Regions from separate parts of the Sus scrofa genome. Here region 2 is linked to region 1. A link is a contact called in public HiChIP or PLAC-seq data. All regions are on one chromosome and are shown on one strand. Each heading gives the region's core, a stretch centred on a gene start, on an enhancer-like site or on the middle of the called end of the contact. The rest is flanking DNA. Distances are from core to core; before and after follow the strand shown. Region 1 holds the start of NPR3 (atrial natriuretic peptide receptor 3). Region 2 overlaps NPR3 (atrial natriuretic peptide receptor 3).

The links. HiChIP or PLAC-seq counts read pairs in DNA pulled down with a chosen protein or histone mark.
Region 2: an H3K27ac HiChIP or PLAC-seq map of skeletal muscle shows a contact between it and region 1. The contact joins the enhancer-like site here to the promoter of NPR3 in region 1. A contact is called at or near these places in 1 of 5 promoter capture datasets (liver), 8 of 47 Hi-C or Micro-C datasets (adipocytes, fetal liver, heart right ventricle and 2 more) and 2 of 2 datasets of contacts at active chromatin or transcription factors (alveolar macrophages and skeletal muscle).

Annotation. Positions count from the first base shown.
Region 1 is chr16:18,839,018-18,843,449 of Sscrofa11.1, forward strand. It overlaps NPR3 (atrial natriuretic peptide receptor 3), which reads left to right and starts at 2,523. Exons shown (of 8, transcript XM_021077060.1): 1 at 2,523-4,232. The coding sequence starts at 3,482.
Region 2 is chr16:18,877,821-18,882,252 of Sscrofa11.1, forward strand. All of the region lies in intron 3 of NPR3 (atrial natriuretic peptide receptor 3), which reads left to right. Among named protein-coding and RNA genes, the nearest start is that of NPR3, 38 kb to the left of the region's middle. Within about 2 kb of position 2,476, at least 5 of the 83 cell types and tissues checked have an H3K27ac peak or open chromatin away from gene starts, as enhancers often do. A contact at or near this core is called in skeletal muscle, where this site is marked.

The DNA of each region.
Region 1 (4,432 bases), core at 1,273-3,772:
TCTTTAGCTTAGATTCTTCATGCAGAGTGAAGGGTCTCAGGCTAGGTGACTTCTAAAAAGCCCTAAGATTGGAGAATTCCATGATATTCATGATACTTACACACTTTCAGCTTTCTGGGGAAAATCTAATTTGATGGAAAGTGAACAAACTGGTAACATCCAATGCATGTACTTATATACTTGTCAGGTCTTCCTACACTCTTGTGCCTATTTTCATTTGAAAAACTTCCTTTAGGAGGTTTCTTGTGGTATGGCGAGTTGAGGATCCTGGGTTGTCACTGCAGCAGCTTGGGTGGCTGCTGTGGCATGGATTTGATCCCTGGCCCGGGAACTTTCACATATGTGAGGCCAAAATAAATAAGCAAATAAAAATGAAAGACCTTCTTTAAAGATCTGAATTTCTGTAAAATGAGTAGGTCATGGGGATTTAATGTACAACATAGCGAACATAGCTAATCACACCCTATTGCATATTTGAAAGTTGCTAAGAGCAGATCTTAATATTCTCATCACAAGAAAAATTTTATTTGTAACTATGTATGGTGACACATGTCAACCGGATTGGTTGTGGTGATCATTTCACAATATATACAAATAATGAATCATTGTGTTACATCCCTGAAACTAATATAATATGTCAATTAATACCTTAGTTAAAAAAAATCCTAGTTTCTGCTTAATGGAAAAATGTAAGGGGTGCATTGAACATCCGCAAGAGAGGTAACACTGGCTTTTCTGGTTCTGCTGCCTAGTTTGGGGGCTCTTCCCTTCCACATCTTAGTTTGTGCTCTTGAGTGACAAACTGGAGTGGAGAGCTCTGTTCCAAAGGCCACGGAGAGGCCGTGACACTCACTCAGACGTAAAGGCACTGCCCTGCCTGTGACCCTGGCTGGGCAGCGCTGGGACAGGGAGAGGCTTTCACACCCGATGCCACTGAAACCCCAGACTTTCCCACTAAGCCCGCGCTACACAGTGAGCGGAATCATATCGCTGTTGGCCAGTGTTCCCCAGACACAGGGCATAGCGAGCGGTAATAGTAAACCCTGGTTTCTTCACGTCTCCTGGCAACCAGTTTCGAAATCCATTAAGACCCTTGGAATTCGGGATTTAGCTTGTTGTTCTCTCTCTCTCCCCCTCCCTTCTTCCTAGGAATTCAGGGGGGATTTAGTCGCTGTGAAGCTCTAAATCTCAATTTCCAGTGTGTGGGGGGTACCCGTTTTGGGGGGGAAATAAAATTGTATACAGATGCCTCGTGTGCTACTGGCTAGCAGGTCTAGTAACATGAATGAAGGTTTTCGCTGGAATTATAAGGTCCTACTTGAAGATTCAGGGACCACAGAGCATTATCTGAAATCTAAATGCCCCGAGGATGAAACGTTACTCAGCTACATTTACAGTGTCAGAAAGAGCGATAAGGAGGGTGATGTTAAGAGTGGCGAGCACTGATGCCTGAAGTTGCTACATCTCCGGAAACCCCAATTTACCGTTTCACCGTCACAAATGAGAGCGATGGCTCTTTGAGATCCCGGCGTTAAATAAAGCAAAACAAAACAAAACCCAAAACAAACTCAGCGCCTGGGGAGGTGGCAACCGGGGTAGACGGCGGCTGCAAGTTTCTGCCGAAAGAGGGCGTTGGTCTAAGACTAAGAGAAGTTTATGGACAAGAACGCCCAGTCAAATGAAAGACCATTTTAAAATACTTTCAATTTATTTTAATTCGCGGGACCTAAGTGGTGGAATTCACCCTTCCAAAGTAGCAGGTTCACATTGCAAATGACCTCGGTGAAATGTTAACCAGGTTCAGAGGGTCAAGTTCCTCTAGGTCCTGCCCTGCAGCGCAGCGCACTCCGGCGAGGCTCTTCTGGTCACTGACTTCTTCAAGGCCGTTTCCATCCTCGTCTCCAACACTGCTGTGGCTGGGACCAGTGGCGTGACTGGGTCTCGGACGCAGGACCTTTCTCGGCCTTGGAGAACCTAGAGCACAGGTTCTCGCGAGCCGCGGAAGAAAAGCGGTGGGATTTCCCAGCGCAAGGACTGGAGCGGAGGACGCGACTCCACCCAGGGGCCTTCGGGAAAAAGCTTTCGGAAGAAGGTCTCTTTATGTAGTTACCTGGTTTAGCAAACAAAGCCCAAGGATGCCTTGGAGATGCTTTTCAAGCCTTCTGCCACCTCCAGGCGAAAAAGTGTTCTCTCGCCTTTGGGAGCAACAAGTTTCGCTTTTCTGCTCGAAGCGCGCCAGCGGAGGTGTTCGGTGCGCGGGGAACACTGGGTGCGTGGGGAACGCTGGATGCGCCGCAGCACTTCGGCTCCGGCGCGAACCCGGGCTGCCCAGGGGGAGGAGGCCGGCGGGGGGCGGGGGAGGACGCCGGGGCTAGCAAGGCGTTCCAGGTCCGCGACCTAGACGTCTGCATCGGTGCCTTGGTCCTTGTTCCCTGACCTTGAGCCAGGGGGGCTGGGAAGGTCGACTGCCCGCCCCGAGTCGCTTCGGGAGGGAGTGTGGCTGGAGTGAGAGAGAGGTGAGAGCTTTTTTTTTTTTTTTTTGCAACGAAACCACTAATTTCTAGGACCACCCCATTCCTCTTTTTTATTTTTTTTTTTTGCACGTTATGTGTGTGCCTGCGCGCGTTTCTTTACTTTCAAACACATTTCCATTTTTAAAGGCCGGAGCTGAAGAGAGGGCTGCCGCACGCGGGGCAAGGGAGTGGCGGGGACCCTGGTGGCAGTGTGGAGCGGTGGGGGCTCCTGCTGGTGCAGACGTGGGCGACTGCGGCTTTAAGGAAAAGGCCGAGGTCTGACGGGGAGTGGGAGTTAGGGACAGGGGAGGGGTGGGAAGAGTAGGGGTGCGGGGAGGAGCCCTGATGTAAGAATGTTAATGAGAGGCTCCCCAGCCCAGCCCCCACCACTCCCCACTCCCACCCTCCCCACCGGTTGGAAATACAAGCCCAGCCTCGGCGCGCCTTGTGTGGTAACACGCTCCGCCGCTGCCACGCTATTTAAACTCGGGTTATGGATCCAGGAACCGGCGCGAATCAATGAGATCAAACGCGAGGGAGATGCACCGTCAATTACAAGCACCTGGACAAGTCTAACTTTTTCTTCTTTTACAAATACGCTTTCAAAAGAAACCTTAGCAACGCCCAAATAAGAAGCCACCTCTAAGCAAAATAGTATATATAAAGGGAGGGCGAATATATATATATATATTTATAAAAAGTATATTTATAATATAGCTGTATAGGTTTACACCCGGTGAACTTTTTCTTTTCCTTTCTTCTTTTTTCTTTTTTTTAAACGAGTGGCATTGCAAAGGAGGACTCTTCCTCTCTATCTTTTGGCGAGTTAGTGAAGGGGGTATTCTATTTTCTTAGAGCGCCCAAGGGGGCGCAGGGACCTCGGAGAGTAGAGTGGGGAGGAAAGAGGAAGGGTGGGTGGGGGGCAGAGAGCGAGTCCGCAGCGAGGGCAGGCGCTTTCCTGCGGCACGATGCCTTCCCTGCTGGTGCTCACTTTCTCCGCGTGCGTACTGCTCGACTGGGCGTTGCTGGTCGGCTGCACGGGTGGCGGTGTTGGCGGGGGCCCGGGCGGCGGGCGCCGGGAGAGAGAGGCGCTGCCGCCGCAGAAGATCGAGGTGCTGGTGCTGTTGCCCCAGGACGACTCGTACCTGTTTTCCCTGGCCCGGGTGCGGCCGGCCATCGAATATGCACTGCGCAGCGTGGAGGGAAACGGGACCGGGCGGCGGCTTCTGCCACCAGGCACTCGCTTCCAGGTGGCCTACGAAGACTCGGACTGCGGCAACCGCGCACTCTTCAGCCTGGTGGACCGCGTGGCGGCGGCGCGGGGCGCCAAGCCCGACCTCATCCTGGGGCCGGTGTGCGAGTATGCGGCTGCACCGGTAGCCCGGCTTGCGTCCCACTGGGATCTGCCCATGCTGTCAGCCGGGGCACTCGCAGCCGGCTTCCAGCATAAGGACACCGAGTACTCGCACCTCACGCGCGTGGCGCCAGCGTACGCAAAGATGGGAGAGATGATGCTTGCCCTGTTCCGTCACCACCAGTGGAGCCGCGCCGTGCTGGTTTACAGCGACGACAAGCTGGAGCGGAACTGCTTCTTCACCCTCGAGGGGGTCCATGAGGTCTTCCAGGAGGAGGGCTTGCACACGTCCGTCTACAATTTCGATGAGACCAAAGGCTTGGATCTGGACGACATCGTGCGTTACATCCAGGCCAATGAGCGAGGTGAGCAGAAGTGCGCCCCGGGGCCCCCCAGCCCTAACTCAACCACTCTGCTCGGCTCTCCCTACATGCCCCTCCGCGCCTCTGGGACCCCACTACCCTCTACGGCACTGAACACCTGGAGAGGGCGCGTGCACGGAGACTCTCCCTAGTGTGAGCTGTCTGGCTGCAGCGACCTTTGACTATCGCTCAAGGCTGTGGTG
Region 2 (4,432 bases), core at 1,226-3,725, 39 kb after region 1:
TTTATTAGGATAACTGAAAAATAGCATAGAAGACATCAAAATTCACATGATGTAGAATAAGGACAGGATTGGACACAAGTTTTTGTTGTAGGCATTATCAATTTTATGATATCCTTGACTCTATGTCATGTATATTAGTGTCGCATTTGTGATATTAGCATGTGGTTTGCATCCTTGGAAAGCTTGTGATCTTCCAAAAATGCAAACATTTGAAACAAAACATTTTAGTGTCGCATTTGTGATATTAGCATGTGGTTTGCATCCTTGGAAAGCTTGTGATCTTCCAAAAATGCAAACATTTGAAACAAAACATTTTATGAGGTTATACTGAAACATTGGCAGGTTGGAATGACAAAGGTGTCTTTTAATAAAATTATGATTATATATTTTAAACTTATCAAATTTGATATTAATGCGACCTTTTTTCTCCCTTCTTTCCTTCTCTCTCTCTCTCCCTCCTTCCCTCCATCTACAACTCTTGCCTTCTCTCTTTTTTAAAGTGACTTTTTAATTGAGATAAGTGCAGATTTACATGTAGTTTTAAGATGCAAAATGGAGACAGTCCTTGTGTAAATACACTTGCCTATTTTTCCCTTTGCTACATTTTGGAAAATTATTTGTCAGATCACAACCAGGATAATGACACTTATAAAGCGCACTGATTTTATTCAGATTTCATCAATTTCATTTGTACTTAGGTGTATGTGCATGTGTGTCTATTCAGTTCTGTCTAGTTTTATCACCTGTACAGGTTGGGGTGTTTGAATTTTATCAAATGCCTTTTCTACATCTATCAAAATAATCAGGTTTTTTCTTTATTCTCTTATGATGTGGTGAGTTGCATTACTAGGAGTCCCCCCTAAATCCTAGTTTCATTGAGATATAATTGACCTATAACATTGTATAAGTCCACGTACAACACAAGGACTTGATATTTGTATTTATTAAGAAATGATCACCACAATAAGTTTAGTTCACACTCATCATCTCACGTAGTTACAAAATTCTTTTCCCTCTGTGATCAGAACCATAAAAATCTGTTCTTGGAATTCCTGTCGTGGTTCAGCGGTAACGAACCCGACTAGGATCCATGAGAACTCGGGTCTGATCCCTGGCCTCGCTCAGTGGGTTAAGGGTCCGGCATTGCTGTGAGCTGTGGTGTAGGTGGCAGATACAGCTTGGATCTGGCATTGCTGTGGCTGTGGTGTAGGCTGGTAGCTGCAGCTCCGATTCGACCCCTAGCCTGGGAACCTCCATGTGCTGAGGGTGAGGCCCTAAAAAGCAATAAAATAATGTATCATTGTACAAGTATAAATGTCATAAATTCATTGAGTAATATAAAAATAAATAAAATTTCAAAAAAAGTGAAATAAAATAAATCTGTTCACTTAGCAACTTTCAAATATACAGTAAGTATTGTTGACTGTGGTCACTTTGCTGTACTTCGCATCCTCAGAACTTATCTGTCTGATGATTGGAAGTTTGTATCTTTGGACCACCTTCTTTAGGTTTCTAAGTTTAATAATCTCTGCACTCCTGGAATAACCCTGCTCTCTCTATACCAAGTCTTGAACTCCTCTGTCTCCCAGTTGATATCTTGGAGAATGTAATTGTGGTTGAACCTCTACGTGGTTGCCTCGGTGGAGCTTTCCAGGCTGAGTTGTCTTATAGGCTATTGGCAGCCTGTAGATTATTCTCTCTGGGTCAGAAGTTCACTCTTGGGTCACTAAATCTCTCTGATGGTTGGTTGTGGGGGGGGTACATGTGATAGAAAATAGGGTTGCTTAGGGCTGGACTGTCGTTGGTGTTGCAGGTACTGAAATTGTCTGGTTATTAGCATGTGTATCTTAGGAACAGCGTCTCCGCCATTCCTCTAGGTAACATAATAGTGTTTCTATAAACTATCTTTGTCCTTTTACTAGTGAACCTGTGGGAAACCTAATCTATTCTGATGCTTCATGTTTTAATAGAGCCCAGTATATTGGGAGACAGGATAGTCTAGTGGTTAAATGTGCAGGCTTGGGGTTGCACAGACCTGGATCTGCCTCTTACTGGCTTGGTTTGGGTTTTTGTTTTTGTCTTTTTAGGGCCATACCCACAGCATATGAAGGTTTCCAGGCTGGGGGTCGAATTGGAGCTACAGCTACTGGCCTACACCACAGCCACAGCCACAGCCACAGCCAGGAGTTCAGTTTCATTTATACTGTGGGAGGTGGTACTGGGGGGCAGGGTGCTCATGGATTTTTACAGTGGGGGTTTGGAGACCATCCGAGGGGCCATCAGAAATGTAAAGTTAGAAGTGAAGCCCCGCTGGAGAGGCCCTCAAGTATCAGTGGCTCAGACGAGTGCCTGCCAAGTGCCTGTCTAGCCTTCTCTGGTGGTTTTTATTGGGTCGCCCACATGTGCAGTGGCTCTCACTCAGGGTGTCTTAATGGAGCTGTTTGGCCTCTGCCACCCGAATGGTTCCCATTCTAGAGCACTGGCATTTGGTTTTAGAATGCGCTGTGTGGTGGCCAAGCCAAGATTAGTTGCATGCCCTGACTCCTGGTTCAGTGACTTTCTTTTTCCACTACATCAGTCTGACGTTTTTAACAACAATGTGCCCACTCCGGGGGCAAACCCATGACCCGAAGATTAAGTGTCTCAGGCCCTACAAGTGAGCCTGGCAGGCAGCACAGGCAGGAGCACTTCCTTCCTTTCGCTGCACCCTGCCTGCCCAAACACACACTTTTAAGCTATCAGTTTCTCTTTCCTCTTCCACACACTTGACAACGTTTGGCTAGGACTCCATCGCTTCTTCATCTGCAGGGACTTATTTTGCTTTCTTAAATTCTGAAGTGTAAACCATCATTTTCCTAAATCACCCGATGATGATTAAGCACCCCAGGGAGCCTGGCTGTGAGCTTGATCCTGGACCATGTAGCGGTCCCATCTTGGGTGGGATCTTTGTCACCGAAAAAATACTTGGGCAAATATATAAATATTCATGGCCATGGGCTCTGGGAGCCTCCAAGAACTGCATTCCTGTGCCAGCGTGGATATAAAACATTCACATCGGTGTAAAGCACTCTGACACACTGATGGCCCTCACATAAGTGTGGACAGTTTATCTTGTAGCAGACCCGATGTGGCACAAGTGTGCAAATATCTATGTCTCTAGAGAAATGAAATCAAACACAGTAGAGTGGGTTCACTTAGTTCCTTAGTAGGTGGCTCCTTCCAAATCGATCAAGTGTCCGTGACCTCTTTAAGTGGGTGAGGGTTTCTTGACTTAGGGTGCATGAACGCTTTATATTATGTACCAGATTTTGAATGTAACTGCACACGTGTCTATTTCTGGAGAGAGGGACCCACACCATTCATCTTATCTTCTCTGGTGTCAATATCACAAAAAGGTTAGAGTCATTTAGACCAGGATTCGTCAGCGTAGCAGTTGACCAGTTATTGTCGTAAGCCATGCTTGTTCACATGGATCAGGTACAGCATTGCACAAGCAAGGCTGCATTGAAAAATCACCCCTGCCCCCCACAATGGATAAGCAATGAGATCCTACTGTATAGCCCTGGGAACTATATCTAGTCATTTGTGATGGAGGATAATGTGAGAAAAAGAATGTACACATGGGAGTTCCCGTCATGGCGCAGTGGTTAATGAATCCGACCAGGAACCATGAGGTTGTAGGTTCGATCCCTGCCCTTGCTCAGTGGGTTAAGGATCTGGCGTTGCCGTGAGCTGTGGTGTAGTTCGCAGACATGGCTCGGATCCTGCGTTGCTGTGGCTCTGGCGTAGGCCAGCAGCTACAGCTCTGATTAGAGCCCTAGCCTGGGAACCTCCATGCTGCAGGAGGCAAAAATGGCAAAAAGACAAAAAAAAATGGCAAAAAGACAAAAAAAAAAATGGCAAAAAATGGCAAAAAGACAAAAAAAAAAAAAAAGAATGTACACATGTATGTGTGACTGGGTCATCTTGCTGTATGGTAGAAAATTGACAGAAGACTGTAAACCAGCTATAATGGAAAAAATAAAAATCATTATTAAAAAAAAAAAAACAAAAGAAAACCCCCTCCCCCCACCCCCCCACCCCTGCAATAGATAAGCAATGAGATCCTGCTGTATAGCACTGGGAACTCTATCTCATCACTTATGATGGAGCAGGATAAGGTGAGAAAAAAAATGTATACATGTATGTGTGACTGGGTCATCATGCTGTACAGTAGAAAATCGACAGAACACTGCAAACCAGCTCTAATGGAAAAAATAAAAATCATTATTAAAAAAAAGAAAAATCACCTGCCCTGGAAAAAAATGAAAAGACACCTAAATGCTCTAATGTTTATTAATCTTATGTTCTCAAACCATTAGTTTTATGTCTGAGTTGAAAAAGAGACTAATTCATTTACTCATTCCTTCCCTCTGGATGAGGGAATCAGTCC